Linked DNA regions of Macaca mulatta: region 1 is linked to region 2. Evidence: chromatin contacts called from public Hi-C data. All regions are on one chromosome and are shown on one strand. The core of a region is the stretch at or near the end of the contact, and the rest is flanking DNA. Distances in the headings are between cores, read along the strand shown.

Region 1 (5,587 bases), core at 2,619-5,118, 270 kb after region 2:
AGATGGCTGCCATCCCAATCTGTCCTCTCATGGTCTTTTCTCTGTGTGCATGTATCCCTGGTCTCTCTCTCTTCTTATAAGGACACCAGTCAGATTGGATTAGGGCCTCACTAACAGCTTCATTTTAACTTAATCGCCTTTTTAACTTAATCTCCTCTTTAAAGACCTTATCTCTAAATACTATTATACTCCGAGGTACGGGGGGTTGGGACTTCAGCATGTGTATTTTAAAGAGAAACATTCAGCCGGGCGCGGTGGCTCAAGCCTGTAATCCCAGCACTTTGGGAGGCCGAGACGGGCGGATCACGAGGTCAGGAGATCGAGACCATCCTGGCTAATATGGTGAAACCCCGTCTCTACTAAAAATACAAAAAACTAGCCGGGCGAGGTGGTGGGCGCCTGTAGTCCCAGCTACTCGGGAGGCTGAGGCAGGAGAATGGCGTAAACCTGGGAGGCGGAGCTTGCAGTGAGCTGAGATCCGGCCACTGCACTCCAGCCTGGGCGACAAAGCGAGACTCCGTCTCAAAAAAAAAAAAAAAAAAAAAAAAAGAGAAACATTCAGACTATACCACTTTCCTTCCATGGCCACATGATTGGTATGACCAGTCCCTGCAACAATTACTTTGCCCCCTTTCCCCCAAATCCTAACCATTGCTAACCAACACCATCTGTTTGGATTCATCTCTCAGTGACTCAGTGGTTTTGTACTCATATAGCTTGTACCATCCTTGAACATATCCCACATCTGAAGTGACCACTTTAGAGTTGTCATATCATACTCAAAATCATTATCTCCTTCTCTCTAGTTTAAATATATATTATTAAGGCACCTAAAATACTTGCTAATTCCTGCTTCTCAGGTCCAATCAGCATAATGTTGTCAATGTGGTGGACTAGTGTGATATTTTATAGCATGTCAAGACAATCAACATCTCTGTGGACTATATTAAAGTGAATTGATACACCCCCAAGACAATACTGTGAAGGTATCCTGTTGGCCCTGACAGGAGAAAGCCAACTACTTCTGGTGGTTTTACAAATAGGTATAGAGAAAACAGCATTAGCCACATCAGTAGCTATATACCAAGTGCCAAGTCTTATGTTGATTTGTTCCAGTAAAAATAATACATTTGAGACAGCAGCAGCAGCAATTGGAATCACTTCTTGATTAAGTTTATGAGTCCACAGTTATTCTACTAGATTTATTCTGCACTGGTGAATTAAATGAGAATAAGTATCACCACCCCTACTCCTTTTAAGGCTTTTATGGTAGCACTGATTCCTGCAATTCCTCCCAGCCATGCAGTGTTGCATCTGGTGAACTAAATGGAAGCTCCAAGAGCTCCTGGAGCTTCCATTTAGCTCTCCCTAATAATGGTCCTCTTTCTATGGCTAAATCCCAATGTGGGGATCCTGTCAGTTGCTAAGTATGTCTATTACAATTATTAGATTGATGCCAAAGTAATTGCTGTTTTTGCCATTAAAATTATGTCATTAATACATATTCCAATTATACTGGGAAAGTAGACACATAGTTGGTATGTGGACTAACAGTGGTGATTTCTGTCCCCAGGAATTAGCATCAACTCAGAGCCAGTGTTTAGTAAACCTAAAATGATCTGTGTATTTCCTTTTTGCCAATGTAGAGTCACTAGTAAATGGCCACATGTCGTTTTGGGGAAAGCTTGAAAGAATTTGCCATGTGTACTGTGGCCAAGGTGCAAGATCCTTCCTAAAGGGGACACAGATTCTCTTTCAACCAAGGGACTAAGGGTCTGTGAATTGACTTAGGTCTGAGAACTGGGAGATTGTGACTACCCACTATGGTGACTCAAGTCAGGTTTTGGCTACCTGACCTAGATCTTTACAACTGTTATAAATATCAAGCAATAATCTATTTCAACTGCCTACCTATTTTGTTCCCAGAGCAGCTTTGTAAGCCAAGGCAGTCTGATATCCTGCTGCCCTTTAAGGTAGATGTGCCCACCTTGTCTTTGTTATGTGCTGCCTGGCCTCTGCTATTCTGAGATTGTGTCATCCCCACTGAAACCAGGGAGCCCATCTAGATAGTGGCATCCTCTATAGTCAAGGTTTTCAAGCAAGTCTAGTCTCTTTAGACACTGGAGGGCAACCTACTTCCACTGATAAGAGAAAGAGTTGGAGTGTTTAAGATTGTCGGTTTCATCTGGGTCCAACCCATTTCAAGTATTGAGATTCTATTATTAAAAAATAACACCCTTTTACGTGAAAAACTGAGAATGTGTATGAATTTAATAGCAGTTATAATTTAGTAACATGAAAATTAAAATTTTGTTTCTCAGCATCATTCTTGTCGCTACAATAAACCAGAGCTTTTAGAATTCTACAGAATATCTCTGGTTCTCATGCCATAACTCTGAGAGTTAAAAAACCTGTGCTTTCATTTCTCTTTATAACTAACCACTCAAAAGAATCCATCCCACACCAGTCTTTCTAGTCACCTTTACAACCATAGCAGTCAAGTGTAGCAGCCACTTGGGCCCCCAAGGCACAGGCTTCAGTTGGCACTTCATCAGGATCAACCACAGGTAATTGCTTAATTGAGATGCCCAGCATGTCATGAATTACATTTCCCTTTGGCAACGAGCTCAAGCTCAAAACCTCAATCAAACTGACCTTTAATCCCATCTTTGCAGGTCTATTTCTTGGGACTATTCCTGGGACAGGGAAGGCTTAATAAAAAGAATTATTAACTATAATAGAGAATTAGAGTAATGAAGGATTCACTAGTGAAAAGAGAACTTCAAAGAATATAGCAACAGCAGGTATAAGGAGCTAACCTTATAACTAACTCTTGGACTGAGAGACAGAGTGCCCAATGAAGAATCTCCCCAATTCCTCCCAGGGCTAAGATCTAGACCTTTTTGGAGAGGGCATGACCTGGCTCACTGAATGGCAGAGAAGTCACCATTGGGCTACGCCTGCAAAGCTTGTGGAACATGTGCCCTCTGCAACTTGCTGCAAATACCTCTAGGGTACCAGGGAAGTTATGCATGGGGTAGTGTCTCACCTCCTCTACAAAGCTCCTGGAGTTGGGCACGGGAGAGGAAATTGCTAGTTACTGAGCACTATAGGATCTTGGCACTGGAGAAAGCCAGGTATGCTGCAAAAGCCTATCAATACACAGAAACCAGGAAGCAAAATCCTTTTTTTCTGTAATGTCTCTTCAGCGCCCTCTACTGACAAAGCTTCAGTCCCAGAAGGCAAACGAAAAACTGTTTAAAAGGCTCAGATCCATTTTTACAGTGCAGTCAAAAAGGGTGAATTTGGAGCTGAGAGGCAATCAATAACTGGCACAAGCATCACTTCTCAGATTACACTCATGGAATTCGCAGTCAGATGTTTCTACATGTGCCTGGACGGCCCTTTGTCAGTCTCCTTTCCCCCAGGTTTCAACAGGCTGTGACCAAAGGAGGAAATAGCCCGAAGAGAATGTGCAAGCCCTCTTCTCTTGCATTTCCTCCAGCCCTTCACTAAGTACTCTTCCAGGCACGCCAGGCCCGAGTGTCCTAGGATAGGAAACCTGGGCAACAAAGGGAAGTGGGGTGTAAGTTCAACCCCCTGTTGGACGTGGGGTGCTGGCGCCTGAACGCCTCCGAAGGCCTCAACTCCCAGAAAGCTGCCTGCCAGGTCACAAGAGCCTTGTGAGGTCTTCCTACCGCCGGGACACTGGGAGGCAGGCGCGGGGCGGGTCCGGCCGGTGACGCTCTGCGATTGGGCGCCGGGGGGCCCGCCCCCTCAACTCGGAGCGCCGGGAGGGGGCGGGGCCAGCCGCCCGCTCGGCTCAGGGGCTGTCGGCGCTTATTGACCCGGCGGCCGCCGCGCCGCCGCTGTCTCCTCCTGCTCGTAGCAGGCGGTGCTGGAGCGCCAAGTGGCGCTGGAGAACCGGCGCTTCCTTTCGCCGCTGCCGCCGCCATCTCCGCGTTTGTGGGGCGGGAAAGAGGGAGGGGGATCGCGGCTGCAGCTGGAGCGGGCTTCTCTCCGGGGACGGTCCTTTTCTCCCTGCTCTCCTTTTCCTTCTCCCCGCGTTGCCACCGCCCGCCCCCTGCACCTCCCCGCGCAGCCTGGGTTCGGGAGGGGGAAGGTAGAGACGGCTGGGGGCGGGAGAGGCCGGCAAGCGGATGCTAGCTCTGAGGAAACTCATCAATTCGTGCGCCCCGGAGTCCAGGGTACACACCGGCCCAGTGGCGGCGGCGGCGGCGGCGGCGGCAGGAAGGGGCTCAGTTGGGGGAGGCGGGGGCGGTGCCGCGGGGGCGGGCCCGACCGTCCCGGCTAGAAGTTGTAGGGCTAGGTTCTTCACGACCCTGTTCCTTTCTCCTCCGCTTCTCTGACCTAGCTGCGCGGCCCCGGCCCGGGAACTGCCGAACCCGCGCCTCCCCTGGGTGAGGAGGACACGCCTGCCCTCGTCGAGAAAACTTTTCCTGCCGACTCAGTTGGCGCGGCGGTGGCAGGAAGTGCGGGCAGCGACCTCTCCTCCGCCTGCCCCGCGCGCCCTGCCGGAGGTCGGCGCTGAGCTTACGATCAAGTTTGTGGGGGCCCCTTCCCAGCTGCCGGCGAGTCTCGCCTCGAGAGGGGCGCCCGGCCCCGGGGAGGGCGGCAGGCCAGGGCGAAGGCCAAGGGCGTGTGGTGGCGCCGGAGACTTAGGTGCGGAGCACGGCTGGGACTAGCACCCGCAGCCGACAGCGCGGAGGGCGCGCAGCCTGGGAGAAGGGAGCCTCCGGCGGCTGCTTCCTGGAGTCAACAGTCCGCTGTCTCCTCTGGCTGAGGACAGTGTCCTGGCCCCGAGTCTATCGAGGAAAATGAAGTTAAGCCGCCAGTTCACCGTGTTCGGCAGTGCGATCTTCTGTGTGGTGATTTTCTCGCTTTATCTGATGCTGGACCGGGGTCACTTAGACTACCCCAGGAACCCGCGCCGCGAGGGCTCCTTTCCTCAGGTAAGCACCTGGGAAGGGGGCGCGGGGCTCCGAGGGGCCAGGCGTGCGGGCCCCTGGTTACCGGGGGGGCCAGGCGTGCGGGCTCCTGGTTACCGGCTCCTCCCCGACCTCTTCCTCCTGCCGCGGCCCCACACCGGTGCTGGGCGAGGCCAGGCCAGGGGAGGGTCCCAGCCGCCGCCAGCCGGGGCTCTGTAGCTCTCGGACGGCAATGATCATCTCTTGGGAGCCATCTCGCCCGGGCGCGCCGAGTTAACAAAGTGCCGGGCGGCGTGCGGCGGCGGCATCGCTCTCAGGGAAGTGGCCATGTTCCGGCATTCGCACCCGGCCTGTTGGGGTGGCTTCGGGCACCTGCTGGCGGGGGAACGGGCGCGGCGTGAGGCGCCCCCCCAGCCCGGGGCCCGCGTATGGCGGTGGGGTCGTTCTCGGCTCTTACGGGGTTAAGTCGCCCGCACAGTCCAGACCCCTACGCTCACCGAGTCTCGGAAATGGATCAAACCGACCCCACCTAGCCTTATTATTATTTTTTTTCTTCCCCACTGCCTCTGAAGAGAGAGAAGTTTATTTCGTGTTGCAGCCGTTTTAGATGTGAATCTGTAGGTTGATTTTAGTGTCGT
Region 2 (5,432 bases), core at 2,156-4,655:
TGCTGATGGATATGTAAAATAGGACAACCACTCTGGTAAACAGCTTGGCAGTTTCTTACAAAGTTAAACATCTATGTATCATACAACCCAACAAGTTCCATTTCTAGGAATTTACCAAGAAAAAAAGATGTTCACAAAAATTCAAAATAAATGAATGTTCACTGAATAAATGAATGTTCAATAAATGAAGGTTATTTATTAATAACAGCCCCAAACTGTAAACAATCCAGGTATCTGTAAATAGGTGGAATGGTCAACAAACTAGTAAGTCAATACCAGGGACTTCTATTCAGCAATAAAATGAGATGAACCAGTTAAGTACAGAAAAACATGGATAATCCTGAAAAACATGCCAAGAGAAAAAGCCAGATACAAAAGAGTATGTATTACATAATTCCACTTATATGAAATTCTAGAGAAAATGATACCAATTTATAGCAAGAAAAAAAGGATGAGTGCTTTCCTAGTCCTGAGGGTGAAATTGTGACTGATTGTAAAAGGCAACTTTGGGGGAGATGAAAATACGCCATACCTTAATTGTGACATGAAAATATTCCACTCTTGACTGTGGTGGTGGTCACAGAGTACACATTTGTCAAAAACAAAATACACTGTACATTTTAAATAAGTACATTTTATTGTATCTAAATTATCCTCAATAAGGTTGATTTTCTAAGAGGGTGATCTCTCAGGAAAATATAAACCAGGGAATCCTGGTGATGACCACATATACCACCTCAAAAGATGTCAAAAATATATATATAAGAAAACTCTTTTATGGTTTTTAAAAATGTCAGAAACAACAACATAATCATCTTGGAAAGCCAAGACTAGAAGAAAATATTTTAATATCGGCGGCTTTACCAGAAAGCTTCAGCAAACATCATAATTAATGCTAAAACATTAGAAGCATTCCCCCTTAAAGTCAGAAACAATACCATGTTTTTAGCTATCAGTGCTATTAGTTTTTAATCTATCAGTGTTCAACATTTTATAGGATGTATAATTGCAAAAGCAATGAGAAAAACACCTAAGTTATAAAAACTGAAAAGGAAACCACAAAACTGTAACTATCTCCTGATAATCAACTCAATAAAATAATTTGATACATGATAGAAAACTCAAAAGTTTGGCTATAACCAGAGAAAAGAGAGAGAGGAATGTTATTTAAAGTTTCCATCCACCACACGAATCAAACCATAAAATAGCTAGGAATACTGGGAAGGAATGTTATACGTATGAAGAAAAAAAAGAAAAACTATAAAAATTTCCCTAAGAATATAAAACAAGATGTGAATAAAATGGAGAGGCCACATTTCTGAGGAGAGAGACTCAATACTATAAAGATCAGTTGTCTCCAAATTAATCTAAAATTTCAATACAATCTTATTCAAAATAGCTAAGGATTTTTAGTTGAGTCTAAAGTTTACCTAGAAGAAGAAATGTGTAAGAAACATTCAAGAATATTTTCAACAAGAGTAATAAAGAGGGAGAAAGGGTTACCAAAATTTAAAATACGCATAATCTTTTAACTGAGCAACTCCACTTCTAGGAACCCATGCTCCAGAAATAATCACACATAGAGGAAGTTTACTGAATTGTTAACGGTGGCAGACAATCAGGATGCAAGCAGGACTAGAAGTGGAAGCGGTACTTTTTATCTTACATTCTTCCATACTGTTTAATTTTTTTAAATCAAGGATGAGTTAAAATTTGTAATTAAACATCGATCAATTAATTAGAAAGTTATTTTCACTATAAATCATTATTTGTGATACCAAAAAGAAACTACAATTAAATGTCTTTCAAAAAGGGAATAAATTATAGCCCATTCAAACTGATGAGATACCAGTTAGCCTTTAAAAAAGTATTAGGGAGACCTTTATGTAACAAGTAAAGGTGTTCAAGATATGTAAATAAGTCAATAAGCAAGCGGTATGCAAACATGTTTGGCATATGGTATAGCCTCCCTCAAAAAAAAAAAAAACTTTACCTGTACGTTTATGTGTTTAGAAGTGCATTTGTAAGAGCGTTTTGAAAAATGAACACTAAACTGTCAACTTGACACTGGAGTGGGACTGGGGGATGAAAAGAAATATTCTAATTTTACCTAACAGTCCGTTATTTACATTGTTGAAATGTACATCAAACTTGCCATGTCTGTAATGAATTTTTAAAATTAAGTGGTTATCTCATATAAAATTGACATGAATCCCAAAAGACAATTACAACACTGAAAAATATAGTTTAAACGTTTATTACTGTTATCCTCAGGTTTATTCACATACACTTCACATAATCTGTAGCCTTCAGCAAAGGTGACTGCCATTTTAAAGAAATGTGACCAAATATTTCATGATAAAACAGAATACATTAAGCCTGTAACGAAAATTTTAAACTTCACAAAACCAGCAGACTCAAAAGAAGTGCCTATGCGGATGTAAATTTTTTTTTTTTTAATATCCGGAGACAGAACTCTCAGATTACTCTTCCTCCCTGCAAAATGACTATTTACCACCTCCCTTTGCTTCAACTTGGTCTGAGCGTCTTCAAGCTCACCATTTTGAATGTGCGCAAAATGATTAACAGTCATCTGAGGGAGGCCAAATTAAAGGTGCATCTGCAAGAGGAGCTCTGGCCTGACATCGCTAACAGAGAACAGCCCTGGCGGAAGGGTGCTGATCCCGGGAGTAGAGCGACTGCTGCGGCTCGAGCGGGGTGTCTGCGTGCCGAGCCTCACTGACAATCGGGGAAAATGCAGACGCCCAGCAGAGCGACGGCAACGGAAGGCTCCTCGGGGGAGGGGGGCTGCAGGCCTGTGGCGTAAGATGGTTCCGCTCTACGCGGGGAGACGGGAAACCGGCAGAAGGGGGGTGTGAGGTGTTGGTTGGGGGGCACACTCTCGGACAGTGGCGAGTGTACGGGAAAGCCAGCGGGGTCCTTGGCCAAGTCACCAAGGACAGCAGAAGAGGCAGGAGGAAAGAGCGGCAGCGGAGACCCCGATACCAACCGATGTCATCCGTCGGGGGGCGGCGGGAGCGACCGTCCCGGATAGGAGCGCGGCCCGGGTCCGGGCTGGACAGGGCCCAGGAGGCGAAAAAGGGTTCCCACAGCCATCAACCCCACCCACCATGGCCGGCGCAGCAGGCCAGGGACAGGCCCCGCTCCTTCCCGAGGCTAGAGACAGAGAAACTGAGGAGCAGAACGCAGCAATTTCCTCGCCCCGACCCCCACACTCCCTACAGCGGAACAAGCCAGATTGGAAAAAAAAAAAAAAAAAAAAACCCTCACCGAAATGTGCAGCGGCTCCGGAGCGAGAACAGCGCTCGAACCTCCACCCGCCACCACCGCCTTCTTCTCCGCCTCCAACTCCTCCCCCGCCGAACGCGCAGCGGCTGGCGGCTGTGGCGGCGGCGGCGGCGGTGGCGGCGGCGGAAGCAGAGGCGGTGGCGGCGAGTCCCGCCCCTTGCGCCGCGGTTGAGGCGAAGGAGGAGAGTATGCAAGCCCCGCCCTCATGGCAGAGATGACCAATCGGCTTACAGGATCTCTGCCGGGGGACAATGCATACGCCCAATCAGAACCTGAGGAGTGGGCTCACGTCAATGGTTGGGACGTGGCAGAAAAAGGGAAAAATACTTGGACCTTCTCTACAGCCTGCTCCCCCATCTCCCTCAGGGGGAGTTCACCATTGGCTGAAGAGCGGAAAGACGAAGCCGACTCCGTCCCCCACCCCCAGCCGGGCCCACCTCCTTTCCCTGCAGTACTGCGACGTTTGGGGAGGGGGCGGAGCACCGTGTAGGAGCTAAAACAGCGCGGCCTTTTGTGGTTTGGGCTGAGAGAAAAGGGCGGGGTCTCAGGGAAAGGGAGGTGGGTGTGGAGAACTAACAGAAGGACTGGCGCAGTTAGGCTTTTTCGGAAATTCCAATAGCGACAACCAAAATGGAGGCGTTAAAATCGATCCTGATTTGACTGGAAACCTGATTAACAAGGTTAAGGTCTGGCATAAAGTTCAGTTACAATTCAGATATCTGTGGGAGAAAAAAAAAAAGACAGGAGGAAAGGCTCGTTTACCCACCCTGACCCTGGGCACTCTGTGGCGCTTTCCACCCTCCCTTTCCGCGCTGACCCTTGCCCCTCGCTTCTTATTCTGCTGGGGCGGGGTTCAGAGGAGGCCTGCCTTTCCTCTCCATAGCCTTGGGCTGACCACAGCCTTCCAGCTTGCATCTTGAGGCTGTTTGTCAAGCCGGGAAGTAACAGCTCCCATGACATGCAGCCAAAATAAATACAACAGCTGTAGTCCCCGGACACCTTGCTTAATTTAAACCTGGGTAACAGTTTAGTTAATTATGTCAGTGATACAAAACTGTTTCTTCGTTCCGCACATGTTCTTTTTATTCATCTTGAAACGTGTCCGCTTCTCTGATTACAGTCCCGCTGTCTTCTCTTATTCCCTACCCCCGACCCGTCGCCCGGTGCCCAGGATGTATTCATCGCGACCCCTCCCCCACGAATTAAGAGCCCCACTTCTTGTGCTGTCCCCTTAACAACTGCAAACTCTCTTGCCTGTGAACTGAGACAATTTTTTCGCTGTTGTTGGAAACAAATTACCCAAAATTTACTGTAGAAATTTAGGTTTATGAGAATTTGCCAGACATTTTGTGAAATCCCATCTGAATCCCAGCCCACTCCTGTAGTACATTTCTTACCAAGAAACCATTCCTCGCTTGATATTACCCTGCCTTTACACGTGTTGCTGTAGGAGTTCTGACTAACCATCCAAGTACCTTTTTGAAAAAAACAAAATTCATATTTTAATTACATTTCCCTAACTTCCCTTTAGGGTGTTCCAGATTGGCCCACTTGGAACATTAACCTGTTCTGGAAGGCAGGGATTCCCAAATTTCAACCTTTTTCATACTGTATCTGTGTATACTACTCACTATCCTTTTTTCTTTAAATAAATGTATGTTTTCTTTAATTTCTTTAAGAAGGAGACTTTATAAAAGTACTATAAATGGAAAACTAGCATCACCTATTATAAGTTGAAAGTAACTGTAAGAAAAATGAATGCAAAACAATGTTTTTAAATTATGGCCACAGATTGTTGCCCACTAAAGGCTCTAAGTCTAAAGACAACTCTCTTTGTTAAAAGGGCAGGCTACCAACCATTAGACACACATTAAAGATATAGCACTCAAATGGTATTTTTATCATGATGTCATCAAAGGATAGAAAAAATAGAGCCAGAATAACAATCACTTTCTCACTACATGAGTCATTGTTTTTAATCCTGCATGCATGTCCCAACTACAGTTAACCAAGGCATCATAAGTGAGCTCTTACTATGAGAAACACTGGTATGGAGGCTGAAAAAGCCTATACTCTAGAATCAAACAGACATATTCACATACTGGCTCCTGCATTTGTAGCCA

The links. A called contact is a pair of places that touch in the nucleus more often than the background predicts.
Region 1: a Hi-C map of fetal cortex germinal zone shows a contact between it and region 2, with 2.8 times the contacts expected there. The contact joins the promoter of MAN2A1 here to the promoter of PJA2 in region 2. A contact is called at or near these places in 3 of 14 Hi-C or Micro-C datasets (fetal cortex germinal zone, fetal cortical plate and liver).

The regions. Positions count from the first base shown.
Region 1 is chr6:118,515,602-118,521,188 of T2T-MMU8v2.0, forward strand. MAN2A1 (mannosidase alpha class 2A member 1) reads left to right here and starts at 3,869. Exons shown (of 22, transcript XM_015140548.3): 1 at 3,869-4,973. The coding sequence starts at 4,839. LOC114678876 reads right to left here and starts at 5,256. Exons shown (of 1, transcript XM_028849639.2): 1 at 2,239-5,256. The coding sequence starts at 4,183. The coding sequence ends at 3,824.
Region 2 is chr6:118,243,580-118,249,011 of T2T-MMU8v2.0, forward strand. It overlaps PJA2 (praja ring finger ubiquitin ligase 2), which reads right to left and starts at 3,406. Exons shown (of 10, transcript XM_015140547.3): 1 at 3,292-3,406.